Regions from separate parts of the Mus musculus genome. Here region 1 is linked to region 2. The links are chromatin contacts, called in public Hi-C maps. All regions are on one chromosome and are shown on one strand. The core of a region is the stretch at or near the end of the contact, and the rest is flanking DNA. Distances in the headings are between cores, read along the strand shown.

The links. A called contact is a pair of places that touch in the nucleus more often than the background predicts.
Region 1: a contact with region 2 is called in a Hi-C map of liver, with 2.8 times the contacts expected there. The contact joins two enhancer-like sites. A contact is called at or near these places in 2 of 484 Hi-C or Micro-C datasets (both in liver), 1 of 115 datasets of contacts at active chromatin or transcription factors (VIP interneurons) and 1 of 9 other capture datasets (adipose tissue).

What each region holds. Positions count from the first base shown.
Region 1 is chr12:30,335,099-30,339,306 of GRCm38.p6, reverse strand. All of the region lies in intron 1 of Sntg2 (syntrophin, gamma 2), which reads left to right. Among named protein-coding and RNA genes, the nearest start is that of Sntg2, 36 kb to the left of the region's middle. Within about 2 kb of position 2,781, at least 4 of the 459 cell types and tissues checked have an H3K27ac peak or open chromatin away from gene starts, as enhancers often do. A contact at or near this core is called in liver, where this site is marked.
Region 2 is chr12:30,198,664-30,203,084 of GRCm38.p6, reverse strand. Sntg2 (syntrophin, gamma 2) reads left to right here. Exons shown (of 17, transcript NM_172951.3): 15 at 1,718-1,810. Among named protein-coding and RNA genes, the nearest start is that of Gm32084, 55 kb to the right of the region's middle. Within about 2 kb of position 3,149, at least 6 of the 459 cell types and tissues checked have an H3K27ac peak or open chromatin away from gene starts, as enhancers often do. A contact at or near this core is called in liver, where this site is marked.

The DNA of each region.
Region 1 (4,208 bases), core at 1,532-4,031, 140 kb before region 2:
CCTGCTATGTTGGTTCCATTATATTTGGTGAGGCCTTGATGAGTTTCAGAGACCAGCGCAGCTCTGGCCTTATCTCCTCCAGCTGAGTATCCCAGGAGCTGACTCAGCTCCAGCCTTATCCTCCCTAAGTCAAGGCCATCACTGACTAAAACACCAGTCAGTGGCTCCCTAGAAAGAGCCCAGAATGCTTCCCAGAGAAAAAATTTTATTCCCAAGGTTTTTGGACCTCTGACTTGTTAATACTTGACACAATTTAATACCATACCGATTTAAGTGTGTGACAAGTGATGCATCAGATGGTCAAAGGATTCTCAGAACTCTACCCAACAGCCTTGGCCAGGGAAATGGCCCTTCTCTCAGTCATTTTTTTCCTCACTCACTTCTAGAAGAGCTGCCTTCCAGCTAAGTTGTTTGAGCGTTAGGCACAGTCTGTGTGGTGGGAGGGCTTGAAGCCTTGAGAATCAAGAGCTGGGAGAATGAGTGAATAATATCCACTTGTGGAAGAGAAGAGACAAAAGATGAAAGGAGAAGGCTGCAGGTAAGAAGGGACCGATCCATAAACAGCAGCCGCTGACGAACACGAGCCACTGGGCTGGGATCACCAAGGAGCAGGAGGCTGAGGTCTGTTGCTGTAGGGCTGAAAGGAGTCATTTTTACTTTACATGTTAAGATGCAGCCAGACAATTTAAAAGGTTTTGTTTTTTTGTTAGAGTCAGGGTCACAGCTCAATGGTACAGTACTTCTCTAATGTATGCATGGCTCTGGGGTCTACCAGGAGCAATGCAAAAATATATCAAAGAAAACTGAAGAATTCTATCTGTTTTCCTCCTGGACTGTGTCATCAGATGCAAAGTGGCTGGCTCCACATCACTGCTCTGGATTGAGATCATGATAGTTTGCCCCTGGACTTCTTCTCCTAGTGATGGGGAGGGCCCTTGGTATACCTCTGCTCCTGTTCCCCTGCCATAGAAAAACATGTAGACATGAACAGCTGGATGGCATCATGGTTTCCAAGGCATGTGTGGACAGATGTTGTCTTCCTAAGACTAGAGAAATTAAAAGGGCCTTGCTATTTTCTTCCCAAGGAATCCAGCACAGCACTAATGGCAGTATTTTGTAAAAGTACAAGAACACAGTTTTTATAGAAAATGGGTAATGGGTCATTCTTAGAAGAACATTAAGTTCTCCTGATCTGAGCATCTTTCTGTCCTCTCCTCCCATTTGTCTTGGCCGCCAGAGCTCCTGCAGCCTGCATAGGGCTGAGCACTGACCATTGTCTCTAGTCTCTGGAAATTTTCTGCATTGACATGACTTAAACCTACACAGTCAGTGGTCTTCAGTCAGACACAAAACTGCTGGTGAACTTAGCTGTTTGCTTCTCTCTGAAACAATGACCATGAGACCAGCTGCAGCTCTGCTCTATATCCTCCTTGACAGGCAAGCAGTACAGGAGAAAATGCTCTCTAGTTTTAGAGGGTCAAGAGAGGTACACAGAATAGCTATAGGTGAGAGACAGCTGTAGGCTCTACACAGGTCGCTCCTTAGAACAGGCATTGCTTTGGTCTGAGAAGGTAGAAGGGTGAATAGTACTGGCTTTGTAGGTCTCTATGGAAACAGAGGAAGAGAGGGGGAAGGAAGGTTAGGGGAAGGAAGAGAGGGGAGAGAGAGAGAGAGAATAATACTTTAGAAAGTAAACAGAAGAAAATGCATCTCTGAAGTATTTTAATAATAATAAGTGAGAAAATAGAAATATTTCAATAGATACAGTGTGATATCTGGATTATTGTCTATTTTCTCCATGAAGGTATAGTTTACATAGATGTCTAACAAAAAACGCAAAGGCTGTTTAAACTGAAAAGTTAAATCTGGTTTTATACCAAAAAAGATAAGAATATACAGCCCAAGCATCTCTGAGCAGTAAAGTAACCCGAGAACCTTCACTCGCGCTGGCCAGTGATGCCATCATCAAACGCTGCATTGTCAGGGACTAGGGAGCACAGCACAGTGTCAGCTAATCTTCCAGGCAAAAGCAACAAAGGCTAATCCGTTATGGGGCAGATTTGATATTTTGCTTTGCTTCACGCTCAGAGAATTTAAAATGTGTTTCTTAAACCCAGGCCAAAAGAAATACATCAATTTAATATGACTCTGGAGAAGCAAGCAGCTCATAATTATCATTGGACCAGTCTTTCTAAACTTGTGTGCAGTATTGGAGGCAGATGCACACACACTGCTTTACCTGGAAGCTACATCAGTCAGAGTGGGTCTTGTAAAGTATCGCAAGCCTTCCCAGTAGATCCCTTTGCAGTGTACAGGGTTACTACCACCTACTCTGCTCAGCCGCTGCCTACACACTCCCTGGTGGTACTCCTCCTGGGAGAGGTTGATCCATCTAAACTCATGGCACAGCATTAGTTGAGGGGCTGAACCACCTCTGTTGTCCCCCTTCGTGTAGGGTATCCAGAGCAGCTCCAAAGCTTCCCTTTGTCTAACAACTTCAGATATATCGTTGGTCTCCTCTGCATCTGCTTGTATCTGTGTCTCCTTTTCTCAGAAAATACTTCTGGTTTTTTGGGATCCCAGAGCAAGTAAATCCAGAATTGTATTCCCTCCACGTCTCTTTTTAAAGCATTACCACGGCATTAAGAAATTCCACATTACTGGGTACTGGCTTGTTGCTTCTGGGGTACATCTTTGCCCACTTCTCATCAGGACTGCAGCTTCCCCATCCTGGTGTTCTAACAGTGCAGTATTCCAGGTACGCTGTCCCTGGGGCATAGCTAAGCTTGGATAAGAGCCCTGCCAAGAGGCAGTCACAACCAAGTGTTAGTTAATAATTTATGTGATTACAAGGGCACAAATTTCAGATTTCTACTGCATTCGAGCTGCACAACCACCACTAGAATTAAAACAGTTTCATCCTACAAAGAAACCTCCTCCAGCTAGAAGTCATTCCCCCTCATCCTGTAACATGTTGACTTGCTTGTAGATGACTTAGAACGCAGCCCTGGGAATGGTATCTTTCTACCCTGATTGGTTTTTGCTTTTGTTTTTGTTTTTTTTTTTTTGAATATTTTCAGGGTCCACCTTTAACTTAATATATATATCACTTCATTATTTTTATAGCAAAGCAGTGTTTAATTGTATCATTTCACCATGTTTTGTTTTCCATGTCTATTTCCTTATCCACTACTTGATGGATATTCGGGTTGTTTTCACCTGAGGGCCACTGTAATGGAAAGCAAATGGAGCCTTACAGTGGTTTGATCTCACATGCACCCAGTGATGTTGCTGAACATCTTCATGGGGTTTGGTTGTCTCCTCAAGTGGATTTTCCTAATTTATTTTTCTTTTTAAAAACTGTCACTGAATTTTGAGTTATAGAACATCCTTAGTATATATTATTTTGAATTTGCTAGTCAGGTTCGTGGGTTCTCTTTCACTGTTTTCAGTGTGGTCCTATGTAGATTTTGCTTTTCTCTTTATATGTGGTTTCTATGCTTTGTAACTTCTAAGAAAGTAATGTCAGATCTTTGCTCTCAAGTCTTCTTATCAAATATATATGCACTCTGTGATGGCTAATCTTGGTAGTCAACTTGACCATATATGGAATCAACTAAAACCAAGCAGGTGGACATGTTCTTGGTTGGATCATTTGAAATGGAAAGACCCACCCTAAATCTGGGTCATACCTTCTGGTGACAGCCCAAATAAAAGGACAGGGAAGACAGAGAGCTTTACCTTTTAGTGTGTTCACTCTCACTGGCAAGTTCACCTATCCTGTGGCTGAGGCATTCCCTCACTGGTGTGAGAACCGACTTCTTCAATATTCTAATGAAGATTGAAGACCAGATGGGAGACATCCAACCTTGTAGATTGAACAACTACTGGAATCTTTGCCTTTCTAGTGGGAGGCAGCCATTGTTGGAGTAGTATGGCAATAGCCTGATTAGCAACTCTAATACATACACTTATTCATTCTAACAATTCTACTTCTCTAGAGCGTCCTGACTAAGCACACTGCCTTTACCCTTAGTCTTCAAATTATCTTGAACTAATCTCAGCATATGATAAAATGTAGGATGCATGTACATTAGTAGCATGTGTGTCCATTTATCCCGGTGCCTTTCTTCTCTGCCTTTATTTATTATATTTTATTCAGGACCTCACTATGTAGCCCAGGTTAGTATCTTCCTCCTGCCTCAGCC
Region 2 (4,421 bases), core at 1,900-4,399:
CCCTTTAGGTAACATTCAAATGTTTAAGCTGCTTGTGTATTTTTTAAATGTAAATAGCCCACAAGGGTGCCTTTAACATGGTCATGTTTATGACCACTACTCTGATATCCTACTCCCACTGGTTGGCCCATGAAGCCTACTCTTTTCAAAGGACTGGGAAACAGATGTCAACTTGAGGTTTTTTCCAACATATTGAAGAAAAGGATTTACTATACAACACAATGGAGGTACTGAGATGTAACGCACATATGCACACACACCATGCCAGACTCTGAAGATCTGAATGAGGAGAGGCTGTGTGTCTGGCAACCACTGGCTGGCTCTGCTGTGAGATTCCACAGGGATGAGTCTCTGCACAAACCTTCCGTGTCTCTCCCCTGTCCTTCCTGAGACCCCGAGGGGCTGGGGAAACATATGAGCTTGTAACATTCTACAACAGTGTTTGCCTACCCTCCAAAGAGCAGGCTGTATCCCCAGGGGTTCACAGCTCTACTCTTCTCATGACATCAGAGCTTGGGATACAAGAAGGCAGTGGTCCCCTAGAAATGTTTTCTCCCAGTTTATAATCGCTACATTTACATTCTAGACATGTAGTGAGTCCTAAAAACTATGAGAACGTAAATTGCCATGGACTTGCAAAAGGAAGCCCAGCACTTCTTCTGCTCTGAGTCAAGTTAGGGAAGGTGAGCTAAGAGAAGAGCTGGAGCCCTTATTAGAACTTCCATTTCCTACCAGCATCAAAACACTGATAGCCTGAAGAGGGGGCAGTGGGCAGCTGCTGTGTGCATGGTTTCAAGAAGCAGATATGAATACATGGCAGTACTGGGAAGCTGAGTGAAGCCTAAAAGAGACGAAGGGTTGTAAAGCTATGTCGGACAGGGTCCTTTCTTTGTGGGCCTGCTCTCTGTGCCCATTGTAAGAGGTGAAGGAGAGAATGGAGCCAAGATGTAGTGACAACCTCCCCAGGGATCCCTGGTATGGTTTAATGATATTCAAGGCATCTGTCTTGTTACTAGGATGAGAATATAATAGAGTAGATCTAAGCGGCAGAGTCAGTAACTGTGCAGAGGATGCCCAGGGCACCCTGGGTAGAGGGATAAGAAGCAGTGCAGACGTGAGATGGGCTCCTCCTGACTTCCCAGTGTTGAGTACATATGTCAGAGAGTCAGAAAACCAAGTCCTGCCCCATCATCGTCCCTAAGCAAGACCTTCATCTCTATCCCGTGAAAAGCACCCCGATTTCTCCCACAGAAATGATGGCATCAGGTCATCTGTAGACTGGGGTAACTTTACCTACAAACTGAAGTTGACAAAAAACAACTTCACCAGTTTTAGGACTGTTCCTTTCTACATGCCCTATATACGCCATAGACTACCGTGAAACACTTGAAGCACGTAGATGTCCAGTGAGTGTTTTTAAAAGAACAACGAAGAACAAATATTTGTTGGAATGTTTCAATGATTTGGTTTTGTTTAGCTGATGCCTTTAAAGACATCCTTTGTCTGTCTAAAAACGAAAGCAAGGAAGATCCCAGTGCCTACATGTGTCTCTGCAGTTCCCTGCAACCCCCAAACCTGCCTTTTTATTCTACATAGTTGCTGAGTTCAGACTGAAAACAGTGTCCTTTGGCTAAAAGTAGCTAATGTGCCAACTGCCTTGCTATGGCTAACCAGAACTATCACAGAGCTCTCACTCAAAATTAATACTCTTTTCTAGTCCAAAACATATCTGTGCAGCTGGCAAGGGGAGACGCTGTGCTTCACGGTGGATTTTGCTCTGGGATTCACCTGCTTTGACGGTAAGACAAAGGTAAGATGCAGGGAATGCCTGCGGCTCTGTGCCTGTTCCTTTGCAGCTATTCAGATATGTGTGAGAGTAGGCAGCACCCACCAGCTGTGCTGGAAATGAAGGTCTGCCTATATGATCTGCCTTCCTGCTTGCTAGTTTGGGGTCTCTGGGTGTTTACAAGCCCTAGAACCCACACAGCAAAATGTCCAGTGAAATGGTGCTTGGCAGCTATGATTCAGAGACAGACAGACGGGGAGGGAAGGAGAAAGAGGAAAACACAGGATGGGTTTTCATAATCTCCTTGAAGAGAAAAAAACCTACAACACTAGAACAGAATGAAAAGAACCGTAGTTTCAAACCTGAGTGGTTTTGGGGAGAGTACACTCCGCACGTTGGTAGAATGCATCCAGGAATGAAATGCTGTCCTGGATTCCAGCTGTATTGATTATGCCGCCTGTGTGAGCAGTAGAAATCACTGGATTATTTCCATCATCATCTGAGGGTTCTCCAAATTACATAAGTGTTAGGAAATCCTTTGCCAATGTGAAGAGCCAATGCTCTTTCACATAATATTTATAAAGACCTACTTTGCTAATTACAAATGAGTGATGTTTGTGCCTGTGGGGAATGCTGCTGTGAACGCGGGACGCCAGTAGATTTAGTTTAGAGATCTCATTGGCTTTTATTAGCAAGGACAAAGCATAAAAGCCTACAGCAGACCCACAGAGCAGAAGAGTGGTCTCTGTGGGTGGCTTGAGCAGGATCAAGGGACCCTGTATTACAGAACCCCATGGCTCTCACAGGAAACAGCTTCCTGTGGTTTCTCTTGCAGAATAGAGCAGAAAGGGTGTCCCTATTGTCCATTCGGGCTAGCTTGGTTCCCTTCAGATCAGCTGCTGCTGATCAGCACTTAGGAAGCCCTGACCTGTTGGAGTTTCACTTGTTGTATAAAGCTTCAGTTTGATGATGTGTCGTTGGACATGGATGATGGCAATGTGGTCTGGTCTTTGGGGCCTCAGGCTTGAGCTCATTCATACACATGGATTCTACTGGGTCATATCTGAATTTCTGTTACTAAGCATACGAACATTTCTAGAAACCTGCTTTCCACATACCTTGTGCCAGCTCAGCTTTGGCCTCCCTTCGTTCCAGAGCCCACAATGAAGAAGTGAAGGCTCATCAAAGGCTTCTAAAAATGAGCAGTCTTTTTCTCATAGCTGTTTCCAAACTGCCATATCTGAGCCTCTTAGGCTATGCTCTTTTGTGACCCAGTCTCTCAACCAGTTGATAAGTACTCCCAGACAGCAACTTTGTCTAGAACTCTTCCCTGTGCCCTTCCTTTTTCCAGAACAAAGATCTCAGCCAGGACAAGTCTGCCCTCTAGGGGACATATGGAGATAACTGAAGACGGTTTTTCCTCACTAGTACCTGGAAGGGTAGGGTACTCTGCCACTTCGGGATGTCCATTATGGGGGCCCAAATTGCTGCTTAGCACCTGCCATGAACAGGATAGAGCATTATACAGAATATTCAAGCAGCCTGTGTTCAGAGGTAGAGAAATCCTGAGACAGAAAAGGAACCTGCTTTTGTCCCTGGTACCTGAAAACTCACTACAAACATTGTCACTTCACTTCCTCAAAGTGAAATTATCATGATGTTTTCCCCATGGACTCACATGATGATTGTAGTAATAATAAAATGCAGTTGCATAAAATAATGTAATATCAAGGATGGATTTCAATTCTGTATCCAGCATCGAAGGCCATTCATGCTGTAGCACAGGGTCGGTGAGCAAATGACTTCTTGATCCTTGTCAAGAGTCCTTACCTTCTGTGACCATGGTACTCACACAGATCAATACAGAACCCACACTTGCTACTAATTTGATCCAGACTCCAGACCTGAATGCTCTTGCCAAGTGTGTCCTTCTGGGATGCATATGGTGTTACAGCATCTACCGTGGAGGAAGAAGTGCAGAACTTCTACGTAGTTTCTGCTTCTTCATCTCTGACACGCAGTCTTGCACTTCAGGACACCAAATCTAAGACCTTTAGGATTCCACCTTAAGGGCAGGTTTGCATGGTCTATCTCCACACAGTCCTCAGGATTCTATGTGTGTCTTTGGTGCTGCACTTGGCAATATCCCGGAATAGATCCTGGTCAAGGCCCTAACCTAGGAAGAGCAAAGCACAGCACAGCACTGCCTGCTAGAGATTCCACTGCCGGTCTACTTGTGCTTCTGTCTCTGGCTTACTCATGGTCAGCCAGTCTTCCTGTCACTCCAGGGACTAGAACAGTACACATAAGAGTCTTCAAGAGGCCATATGTGAGAATCTTAGCATGTCTACCCACTGACTCGTGTGCAGCCAGGGGCAGCAACACTGCAAGGGAAGAGCTTGATATGAACTCCGGTTCCTAATGACATGGAAGTGGGGTCTAGTGTTCTGGAGCTCCCTTCCTGTTTCTGTAGGATCTGGGGGAAGTTCTGAGCTGGTCTGCACAGGCTACAAGCAACATGTTTGACCTCACAGTTGCATGGCCCCTTGCTCTTGTGTGAGGGTTGAACCCACAGTACACAATATCAACTAAGTCGTGCATCAGCCATCTTCCTTTGAAACCCCTTCCTGCTCCC